Regions from separate parts of the Triticum aestivum genome. Here region 1 is linked to region 2. The links are chromatin contacts, called in public HiCAR-type maps. All regions are on one chromosome and are shown on one strand. The core of a region is the stretch at or near the end of the contact, and the rest is flanking DNA. Distances in the headings are between cores, read along the strand shown. Region 1 holds the start of LOC123062627 (coronatine-insensitive protein homolog 1a). Region 2 holds the start of LOC123062626.

Region 1 (5,912 bases), core at 2,103-4,602, 180 kb after region 2:
TGATGCTCACCGCCGTGCGTGAGTAATTCCATCGTAGGCTTGTTGGATGGTGATGAGTTGGATGAGATCTATCATGTAATCGAGTTAGTTTTGTTAGGGTTTGATCCCTAGTATCCAATATGTTCTGAGATTGATGTTGCTATGACTTTGCTATGCTTAATGCTTGTCACTAGGGCCCGAGTGCCATGATTTCAGATCTGAACCTATTATGTTTTCATCAATATATGAGAGTTCTTGATCCTATCTTGCAAGTATATAGTCACCTATTATGTGTTATGATCCGTTAACCCCGAAGTGACAATAATCGGGATACTTACCGGTGATGACCATAGTTTGAGGAGTTCATGTATTCAGTGAGCTAATGCTTTGTTCCGGTACTCTATTAAAAGGAGGCCTTAATAACCCTTAGTTTCCATTAGGACCCCGCTGCCACGGGAGGGTAGGACAAAAGATGTCATGCAAGTTATTTTCCATAAGCATGTATGACTATATTCAGAATACATGCCTACATTACATTGATGAATTGGATCTAGTTCTGTGTCACCCTATGTTATGATTGTTACACGATGAACCGCATCCGCATAATTCTCCATCACTGATCCATTGCCTACGAGCTTTCCATATATTATTCCTCGCTTATTTACTTTTCCGTTGCTATTGCTATCATCACTACAAAATACCCAAAACATTACTTTTGCTATCATTACCTTTTGCTACCTTACCGCTACTATCATATTACTTTGCTACTAAATACTTTGCTGCAGATATTAAGTTTCCAGGTGTGGTTGAATTGACAACTCAGCTGCTAATACTTGAGAATATTCTTTGGCTCCCCTTGTGTCGAATCAATAAATTTGGGTTGAATACTCTACCCTCGAAACTATTGCGATCCCCTATACTTGTGGGTTATCACACATGTATTTGAGTTTCCGGTCAATACAATTATAGCATGGATAATAAACGATTATCATGAACAAGGAAATATAATAATAACCACTTTATTATTGCCTCTAGGGCATATCTCCAACACCCACACGCTGCCCTAGACGTCGTCGGCCTTGCCCTTGCCCTTGACATCGCCATCGTCATCATCGCCGATGAGGGCGATGAAGACGGGAGCAGGGCCAGCCCACCCGAACGCCACTTGGTAGGCTGCCAGGGCAGCCTCCTCTGGCGTCTGCTGGGGTGGTGGCATTGTGGCTCGTCGTGCACGCTCCTCTTCCTCCTCCTCAAGCCGCAATGTCTCCGCATCGGCTTGCAGCAGCTGCTTGTAGCGCATCTGCCGCTCGCCGTCGGCCTCCTCCTGGGCGAGCCAGTGCGCCTTCTAGCGTAGAAGGTGGGCCGCCTCCTCCTCCGGCGTCGCGGTGTACTGGAAAGGAGGCGCGCTGACACACTCGCGGTACTGTCCGGTCATGTGTAGGCCTCCTCCTGCCAAGTGGGTGGAGGCAGGGAGCGCTTTCGCGTCGGCACCGGCTCCGGCTCGACGGGCGACGGCGGTGGCGGAGGCGGGGCGAAGAGCTGGGTGTGGACGGAGTCCCCCGCCGCCGACAAGGCAAGGGCTTTGCTCTAGCCCATCCCAGTGCGCGTCCTCCTCAAGCCGGCTAGCCTCCAGCGCGTGCTACAGGGCCTCCTCGAGGGCGGCTTGGTACTCCGCCTCCGCCTCCATTTCCTCCAGCTCTACCCGCGGGGGCGGCGGTGGAAACGGCGGGGGACACGTCAACACCGACACGCCGTTGCTCCTCGTGTTCGAGGGCAAACCAAGCCTCCCAGTCGGGAGAGTCGGCGGCGTACTCCGGCATCCGCCGCTGCTCCGGTGTGAGCTGCCCCCGGTGCCTGCGCACCTCCTCGTCATGCGCCCGCTGCGTACGCAGAACCGTCGGCACGGGGATCCGTTGCGGATCCAGGTGCCAGTGGTGCGGCAACGTGACGTCGGGGTAGGGCAGCGACTGCCTGTACTCCCAGTGCCACCGCGCTTGGTGCACCAGGATGTGCAGACGGCGGCGACCAGGGCGGAAACACGCCGACGCCGGAGGAGGAGGGGGAGGAGAAACACGAGAGGATGAGGCGCCGGGGGTGCCCTTGCCCTTCCCTTGCCGCTACTGCTGTCGAAGAGGCCCATTGCTTGCTAGGGTTTGGTGTCTTCGACGAGGAAGCACAAGAGGGTGGTGGGGGCCAGATGTGGACGGAAGTGGATGAGGCCGGCCCACGCCGCATGCGTGGTTAAAAAAGGACGCTTCCACTGGCCGACTAGTGGGCCCGCTGTCGGTGGTCGTCATAAATTAGACGACGGACGGTAGTTAGGTGGCCTACAAGTTGGGACGCGGCGGACGCCGAGGAGACGCGCGGCGCGTTCGCGCCGACGCATTTCAGGCGCAATTTTGGACTGGAAATGGATCGGCGCGGACGCCAGGCGGACGAGATTTGAGTGTGGGTCAGCGCGTTGGGCCTCTACTTTTGTCCGCGCCGATTCAAACGGACGCAAGCGGACAAAATGGGTCGCTCATTGGAGTTGCTCTTACAAGCTGAGCGCAAGCGACTTTTTACAGCTCAATCTTGAGCTTCGCTCAGTTTACAGTCTGTGAGAAAGTTTCAGGAAACTATGCATTTTTTTTCAACCAGAAAAACATGGCAAGGACGAGGACAAGGGGACCATGCGAACACGATCTGCAACGAAGCAAATGACATTCTGCTGCATTGGCACACACCATGTTAACATCTGCCATCTTTTATGATTGTCGCTGCTTTATCTGTGCATCGCTGCATGCCCAGCTAATAATATCATCTTTTCCATTAGGGGAGCTAACCTCAGCTCTGCTCACACCGGCCTCATCCAATTTCCGTGTAGATATTTCGAGCAATTCTGTGGCCCAGTGAAGAAGATACCCCCATACAGAAAAACGCCGATAGGCAGGCAGCCAAAACGAGCAAGCACGCAATAATGCTCCCCGCAACCACAAGCCTGTGCAGCGCGATCTTGCACAAGATCGAGGGTGTTTTATCCACTTGCCGCTGAAAATGACTATAGCTGCTAGGCCAACGCTGTCTTTTCAGCTCCGCACTCCGCACTAGAATACACCTTCAGACAAAAACGTCGACGGGGCGCAAGTGAGATCAAATCAGTAATCCTGTGAGAAAAGCGTACGCGATCACCGGCGGCGGCACGCTGGTGAGCGTTGAGCCGCGGCGCGTACGGTGCTAGAGAGTAGAGATGTGGTGGTAGGCTGGTACCGTGCTGGCTGTACCCGGGTGGGCGAGGCCATTTATCGCTCGCGTCCACCGGCGGGGCGGCGTACGTGGCGCGGCGCCAGCAGACGGGACGGGACGAGCCGCGCAGGTAAAAGCTGCCGCCTCCCCAAGTCACGTCCGCCCCGGCTCGCTCCTATCGCTCCCTTCTCCCTCCAATAATTTCGCTTCCTTCATTCACTTCTCCCGTCCTCCCGCAAAGCCCACCCCGCAGCAGAAAGGGAGGGAGCGCGGAGGAATCTCCGTCTCCGCCTCCGCCTCCCCCTCCATGCCCCCGCTCCCCGCCGGGCCCGGCCCAGATCTCCCGCGCGGCGGCCGCTAGCCGATCCGCCTAGCCCCGCTCGATCCGATGGGCGGGGAGGTGCCGGAGCCGCGGCGGCTCAGCCGCGCGCTCAGCTTCGGCTGCGGCGGCGTGCCCGACGAGGCGCTGCACCTCGTCATGGGCTACGTCGACGCCCCGCGCGACCGGGAGGCCGCCTCGCTCGTCTGCCGCCGCTGGCACCGCATCGACGCGCTCACCCGCAAGCACGTCACCGTCGCCTTCTGCTACGCCGCCGACCCGGCCCGCCTCCTCGCGCGCTTCCCGCGCCTCGAGTCGCTCGCCCTCAAGGGCAGGCCGCGCGCCGCCATGTACGGCCTCATCTCCGACGACTGGGGCGCCTACGCCGCGCCCTGGGTCGCCCGGCTCGCCGCGCCGCTCGAGTGCCTCAAGGCGCTCCACCTGCGACGCATGACCGTCACCGACGATGACGTCGCCGCGCTCATCCGCTCCCGCGGCCACATGCTGCAGGAGCTCAAGCTCGACAAGTGCTCCGGCTTCTCCACCGACGCGCTCCGCCTCGTCGCCCGCTCCTGCAGGTAGTCCACCAGCTCTACTCACCTGCATCCGCGCACCTCTTTTTTTTTTTTTGCCCTCTTGCCTGTTGATTTGTGGTGGTGAGTTCCAGTAATTGTGACAGTTGATCTGCTCATTGATGAATGAGGATTGATCTGGTCTGTGTGTTGGTTGGTTTCGCCAAATGGAGTATACTGGATAAGGACGAGTTAAGAGCCAGTTTCTATAATTAGATATTTGTTTGCTCTATCACGAGCTGTAACAAATACGGTCATGTGAGGGAAGGTGTCAAGTTAGCTTCCACACACTTTGTTTGGGCGCCATGATACACCATGGCACTAGTTTTCTACGACAAATTGATATGAGCAGTATATGCAAATGACTGCCGAAGGGAGATATATGAGATTTGGTGTAGTTCTATGGTTTACCTGTCGTTTCTGTCCAGCATATGTCCGATCCGGCCTCTAGTTTGTAAAATTGACTCAAACCAGCTGACAAGTCCCAACCAAGTCGGGCTTAAGCAAACTATAATGCGAGGTTGCACCAGTCAGGTGATCTGTCTTCCCCAGGAGGGCTATCGTACTACTACTTTGATTGGACTTGAACAGGACTACATCCGTCCCTGTGGAACATCTTGAACCAAAATAAAGTTGCAAGTTGGTGTTTCTGTTACCAATCAATTCTATCATGTTCAGATTAGTGTGGCACTATGTCATGCCGTCATATCGACTTTCAAGCATCATCTTGGTCCTTCCTTTTTACTCTTTTGGCAGAAGCCTTTCCATGTGTCCGTGTTAACTTTGCTTTGTCTGAATTCTGCAACTACGAAGTTGTCTGAGGGAAATTATTTTCCCTTAGAATGCAAGTATGATTTGTGTGAGCTTGTCAAGTTCACATATGGAGCTGGGAGACTAAAGGTTAGCATGCTACAGAGGATCTGTAGTGCTTTAGTTAAAATGCATGTACAGTGTGCTCCTTTGTGCCTGGAAATGCCTCATATGCAAATGTGAATTGAAAAAAATAAAATTGACTTGACTGCAATGGCTGTTCCGCTGTCCCACTATTAATGAAAGGGGACAGAACATGGGGACATCGGGGCATGTTCATGAAGTTTGAGACGTGTCTTTATAGGTTTCCTGGTTCACCAGTAATCCACTTTTCATCGCACTTTCCATTCTTCCTTAGCTTACAACTATTGCTGTGCTCCTTTAGCAAGACATTCGACTGTGGTACATTAATTCAAAGTGATTTTACTGTCACTGCATGATTGCGTGCTATCACTGCAGTTAACATGCTATTCTAAATTATCTTGGCAGATCCTTGAGAACATTATTTCTTGAAGAATGTGTGATTGCTGATGAAGGTGGTGAATGGCTTCATGAACTTGCTGTCAACAATTCTGTTCTTGTGACACTGAACTTCTACATGACTGAGCTCAAAGTGGTGCCAGCTGATCTGGAGCTTCTAGCAAAGAACTGCAAATCATTACTTTCTTTAAAGATCAGTGAGTGTGACCTTTCAGACCTGATTGGTTTTTTCGAAGCAGCCAATGCATTGCAAGATTTTGCTGGAGGATCGTTCAATGAGGTAGGAGAGCTAACAAAGTATGAAAAAGTCAAGTTTCCACCAAGAGTATGCTTCTTGGGGCTTACGTTCATGGGGAAAAATGAGATGCCTGTTATCTTCCCTTTTTCTGCTTCATTAAAGAAACTGGACTTGCAGTACACTTTCCTCACCACTGAGGATCATTGCCAGCTTATCTCAAAATGCCCGAACCTATTTGTTCTCGAGGTAGTGTTTCTCATATACTCTTGTATTTTGGGTGTGAAATTTG
Region 2 (6,132 bases), core at 2,506-5,005:
TTACCCTGTTTTGGCTTTTAAAAGTTGTAATTGCCGAAACATATCTCTGATGCAAGAGCGAGGACAGCTTGAGTTTATCAGATCTCAGGTTTGAGAAACTTGTGGTTTATATGCCAAGCTACATCATAAATGGTATCTTTCATACAAAAAACTGCATGCATTCATATTGAATGTATGCACTTTTCTATTGCTACCGAAAATATTAATATAACTCCAACAAACAAACAAACAAACAACAACAACAAAGCCTTTAGTCCCAAACAAGCTGGGGTAGGCTAGAGGTGAAACCCATAAGATCTCGCAACCAACTCATGGTTTTGGCACATGGATAGCAAGCTTCCACGCACCCCTGTCCATGGCTAGTTCCAGTCCTTCAGATCCCTCTTTACGGACTCTTCCCATGTCAAGTTCGGTCTACCCCGACCTCTCTTGACATTATCGGCACACTACTTAAACTTTATACTCTTGAACTTTTAAGTCTTGAGTATACAGATCTTCATTTTTTTTCCAACCTCTGGTACGTATATATGCTGCTCATGGATGACCTGAGCAACCAGGCAACCTTCCATCTACTTTATCCAGTTGTTGCAAAGATAGCATCCAGAAATGTATTGTCCCTGCACTCTCTTTTGCTATCTTTTCTATACTCACTTTGAATCAAAATTTTACTAACTTGACGTGTTAGGTGCATCAGAATTGTAACTATGTTACATTGTTTTGGCTTTTGAAAGTTGTAATTGCTGAAACATCTTTGATGCAATAGTGAAGACAGCTTGAGTTTATCAGATCTCAGGTTCGAGAAACCTATGGTTTATAGGCCAAGCTACACTGCAAATGTTATCTTCGATTATAAAATATAATTCATCCCGCTCGCCAGCTTCTGGTGGTGGTATTTCTGTCCACAAATTACCTGACCAACCAGGCCCATGAAAAATTAGACCTGGAGTAACATTTCTGCACTCTACCTAAGACGTTGGAAAACTGCATTTACATTTCTGATTCGTAAGACCAAGTATTGGCACCAAACCAAGTTAGATGTTGTTTTGCGTTTTTATCCCTGGAGTCTATTTTGCAATCTCTTTCATACACACTTTGAATCGAAACTGAGAAACATGATTTTGTGAGCACGTCAGGACTATAATCTGGTTACCTTGTTTTGGCTTTTGAAAGTTGTATTGCTTAACCATATCTTTGATTTTTTGGGAAACATGGTTGTATTAGCGTGTCAGGCCGTATCTTTTTTTTTAGTATCATGGTTGTATTCTAGTTCATCAGATTGTAACCTCTTACTTTGTTTTGGCATTTGAAAGTAGTATCGCTGGAACATTTTTATGCAAGATTAAAGACAGACTGTGTTTAGCAGATCTCAGGTTTAAGAAACCTGTGATTTATAGGCCAAGCTACATCTTCAACAACATGTTTCGTTATAAAGTACCATCATATTAATGTTAGTAGCTGTCATTGCTAGTGAAAGTATTGATTGAACTCTCTTGTTACCTTTTCATGTTTTATCAACTGCAGAGCTCTTTCATTGCTCTCTTTTCAGCCTCTGGTGGCGATGTACCCTGTTCATAAATGACCTGAGGAACCAGGCGAGTGAAAATTGGAGCGACATCCCTCCACTTCACCTCAGATGTTGCAAAGACTGCACTCACAATTGTAATGGGTTTTGACATCAGCCCTAGGTAAATGGTGATTCAGATTTTCAACAACTATGTACACGCTACAGTGTGCACGCCAGTAGTTCACTAGCTCTTCAAAATTGTCAGTTGTTGCGAATTTCATGTTAGCATCATCTAGTTGTTGGTTTCTATCCCTTTTCCCCTGTTCTGTTTTTTTGTTCAGCAGTAAATGTGCTTCTATTTGTATTCATCTTGAGAACTAGATCTCCATCTTGTAGTCATCACTGTTGAACTAATGTGTAGTTGTGGCAGTTTACCTTTTTCCGACCATGGCCTTTCTCAATCTGTTCATGAATACCATAACTGCCTGGATTTTTCAAGGTCAACACATAGTCTTCCAGTTAACATGATACTCAGCAGAGAATGGCCTCCCATAACTTTATCCCCATCTCCTTCACCAAGAATTATCTTCTTCTGATATTGTATATTTTCTTGATTATCCATTTTTGAAGTTTGATACTCTCTTTCAATCAAAATTTGTGAAACATGAATTCTGTGCATTTGGAATTCTGTGTTTATACACTAAGCTATACCAGAAATGGTATCTTTGATCTGTAAAACTACATAGTACATTCGTGTCAATTTTATGCACTTGTATATTGGTACTAACTATATTAACTGAACTCCAGTGCTACTTAAACTTTCTACCCTTGAACCCTCAAGTACACAGATCTTCATTCTTCTTCTTTTTTTCTGAGCTTCTGGTGCTGATATGTCCTTCTCGTGGATGGCTTGAGCAACCAGGCGATCAACAAATTAACCCAGAGCAGCAACCTTCTGTCACTCTACCCAGTTGTTGCAAAGGCAGCATCTGGTCCTGGAAATGTAAGACTGAGCATTGGTACCAGTCCAAGGTAAATGCTCATTTGAGCGTTGATCCTGCACTCTCTTTTGTTATCTCTTCTAATACTCTTAACCTCTTTTAATTGAAATTTGAGTAACTTGACGTGTTGTGTGCATCAAAATTGTAACTTCGTTACATGGTTTTGGCTTTGAAAGTTATATTGCTGAAACATATCTTTGATGCAAGATTGAACACAGCTTGAGTTTATCAGACCTCAGGTGTAAGAAACCTGTGGTTTATAGGCCAAGCTACACCTTAAATGATAACTAAGATTACACAATCTATATCTTGAATTTATACAGTCTACGTCTATATCGATGAAGCTCTTGCTGCTTTTTGATGTTTCACTCAGGGTGCACAGCTCTTTCATTCTTCTCTTTTTTCATCCTTGTCAGCTACCGGTGGGGATATATCTTGCTCATAGATTACCTGAGCAACCAGGCCAATGAAAATTAGACCCAGAGCAGCAACCTTCCTCCATTCCACCTCTGGCGTTGCAAAGACGGCATTTGCGATTGTAAGACCGAGTATCGCCGTCAGTGCAAGGTAAATATTCATCCGAGCTTTTGACCCCGCACTCTCCTCTGCAATCTCTCTGACCTTCTGTGCTTCAATCTTGGCCTTCACCTTGATTTCCTCATTGTTTTGAGGTTTTTTGACCTTGCCAAGGCTTTTGAAGAACATGCCTTCGTTTTTCTCCTCTTCGATCCAGTCTTCGAAATCTTCTAACACCCTCTCGTTCATTTCTATCTCCTGCCTTTGCATTTCAGCTGTCTCCTCGTAGGACTGCATCTTGCTGTCGAGTCGCTCCATTATCTACCACATCAAATGCAATTCTCTGTCAGACACTGAATGAAGTATTATACTGTTTAACCATCCATCGCAAGGGATGCTCACCTGGTCCCCAATTTGATCGAGCTCTTTCATGGCGTTCTGCCCAATCATGTCGAACTCGGTGTCGGCGTCCTTGGTGAACTTGGTCAGGTAAGCAGACCGCTCATCCAGGAAGTTTGTGATGCGGACCTTCTGCGTCTGAAGCATGGCGATTTTCGCAAGCACCTCCTGCTGGCGCTGGTCACCGCCGTGCGGCAGGGGACCGTCGGATCCGGCATCTTCGGAACTGCAAGCACAGATGGAAAATCTCCTCTTGCTTAGATGCAGTGCATGTCGGCGCGGGGAGGATCTGCGCGGCGAGGGAAGGGATGTCCGAACGGTGTGAAGAGCAAGCATCTCCTCTTGATTCTCTGGGTCTTTGGTATGCTGCTGCTTTGGTTCTGCAGAGTAACCGTGGCGGAGTTTGTTTCTGCACCTCTCGTTGCCTGGAGCCTGGGAACGATATCCACGGAGCCACGCTGCTGTGCTACATGACAAGACCAAGTTGCCCCTTGCGTGCTGCGTGTTCACTCAGGTCCATTTCAACCCATGCCACTTTCCCGGGGAATGGGGCCCTGCCTCGTTTCGGTTCCTATCCATTGAGCCAAGTAGTGCTCTGTGTGTAGCCACCGTGAAATCAATCAATCAATCAATGGATCCCCACTAGCTGCCGTGCAATCATGAACTGGGCTGAAATAGAGGTGCTAGCTGGGCCGCGCCTACTTGTGTTTTTTTGTTGTACAACGAAGAGCTGGGCTAGCCTACAATGAATGGCCACCTACTACAACTTATCATTCGCCCTACGAAACTATGGCCATGTCCACAGACACGAATTATTAGTTGATGAATCAATCTACCCCTCAAAAAAAAAAGATGAGTCCATGTGGTCGTTTGGAGTTTTTTTTTTCCGGATAGAATGGGCCACATACATGATCCAGCCGACTTAACTGATGCAACAATCTGCAGCACCAAAAACGACAGCATCCATCCTTAGACATCTAGCTATATCTATACGATGCTCTCTCAGAGATTTGCACGGGACAACACAAACGACCACATGTGTGATTTGTTTTCGTCCTCTTTACTATTCTGCAATTATGGACTGGAAATGCTTCGAGCAGCTAACCATCAGCAGTGCGTTCTCGCATTCACCTGTGAAATGGAAACGGGAGCTGCTGCTGGTTGATGGTGCCTTTTAATCTGCCCATTAAGCTGGGAACCTCGTCCGTACTGGGTCACAAGTATGCTTGCATCAATGAGGCAATCGAGCGAGTACTGAAGAAGATGCCGTCCTTGAGACTTTTAGTGCCATAACTTCTCTCTCCGAATAATCCACATCACGCAGTTACTTTCCTCGAGCGAATTCCCAGAGTGGAGTTACGCGTCTGAGTGCTCATGAGCTGTACCCTTCCGCCTGCCCCCACCACATGCGCCGCGTAGTCGAAAGCGCAGAAATGGCCTGCACGATGATGAGACCCGGCCTCGCGCCCATGCCCGTCTGTACCGATCTGCCTACAGGAGTAATGACGCAGAGCAAACGAACATGCAGATGCCGGGGGCTTGTTTCGCAACTAGGCCCGTGTTTATTTAATCTCACCATCCTCAGCAGACGCTTTCGGTACACCTCCTCCAAATCCCCGGCTGCGTCGTTAAAAGATCGCAGTTTGGGCCGCTCGACGCGTCGCTGTCCGCTCTCTCGCTCCGGCTCCGGGCCCCGGACCGCGTCGTCCTCGTCGACGGAGCTTCCCGGCACTGCGCCTTCCGCAACTTGATGATGCAAGTCATGGGCGGCCGGGTTAGTTAATCGATTCGGCGCTGCGAAGTCTCGTCATCCCTCCTCCTGTGATGGTGCAACGTACGCGCGCCGATCTTATCCTTTTGCCGTTCCACGGTAATGCAGTAGTGCTACGTGCGCGCCGCCCTCGGGGCGCGAGAACAAGTCACCTTAGGCATCTCCAATACCGCCCCGCAAACTTCTCGCATGCGTTTAGACCGTGCCGGACAGCGGAAGCCATTCAACACGGTAATGTATCGATTCAGAATGTGATTTCTGTCATAAATCGGAGGCAAACGGGGGAAGGGAAGGGGCTTTGTGGGAGTCTGGATCGATCTCAAGCCTGCTTTATGACTGCCTTGACCCACCAACCCTCCCTCCCCTCTCCCGTGTGTTTTCAGTCAGCGTCACTCCAAAGCGTCAGCGTCCGCATTCATGCTCGGCCAGAGCGGACGCGGTTGCTCACTGGCGCCGACATAGAAGCGGTGCGTTGGCCGAGAGAGCGCCGCCTGCACCGCTTCCCGCTGCAGACAACTACTCCGCGTTCAAATGACACGACGGCAGCCCGTCCGCCCGTCTGCCTCCCACATTGATGGCACGCGGCTACTGAGACGTCTCCTCCGGCGCCACCCATTCGTTCCTCTGTCGCCCACCATTGCTATAAAAACCAGTGTCCTAGCCATAGCCACTGTCATCCACCTCTGATCCCTTTCCGCACCAATCCCACCACGAATCTCTCCCACGCCAAAGCTCTTTGAGACGGGCTGACGTCGAACCAGAAGAAGGAGATGACCGCCATTATTACCGGCTGGCTGACCGACAGGCAGCCGGAGGACGACGACGTCCCAATGGAGGACGCTGTTGACGATGAACCGGTGCCACCATCCTCCATGCCATCACCGTTCTCCTCTGAGCATCCCTCGCCGTTGCATTGCACCATGACCATCAGCGAGGTCCGT

What was found. HiCAR-type assays count read pairs that join an accessible place to other places.
Region 1: a HiCAR-type map of leaf shows a contact between it and region 2, with 8 times the contacts expected there. The contact joins the promoter of LOC123062627 here to the promoter of LOC123062626 in region 2. A contact is called at or near these places in 5 of 5 Hi-C or Micro-C datasets (leaf, root and an unstated tissue) and 1 of 1 datasets of contacts at active chromatin or transcription factors (leaf).

The regions. Positions count from the first base shown.
Region 1 is chr3A:616,788,146-616,794,057 of IWGSC CS RefSeq v2.1, forward strand. It overlaps LOC123062627 (coronatine-insensitive protein homolog 1a), which reads left to right and starts at 3,353. Exons shown (of 3, transcript XM_044486229.1): 1 at 3,353-4,101; 2 at 5,395-5,869. The coding sequence starts at 3,593.
Region 2 is chr3A:616,608,541-616,614,672 of IWGSC CS RefSeq v2.1, forward strand. It overlaps LOC123062626, which reads right to left and starts at 3,756. Exons shown (of 2, transcript XM_044486227.1): 1 at 3,424-3,756; 2 at 2,667-3,342. The coding sequence starts at 3,756. The coding sequence ends at 2,893. It overlaps LOC123062625 (pentatricopeptide repeat-containing protein At3g09060), which reads left to right. Exons shown (of 7, transcript XM_044486223.1): 5 at 1,547-1,685; 6 at 2,427-2,536; 7 at 2,922-3,072.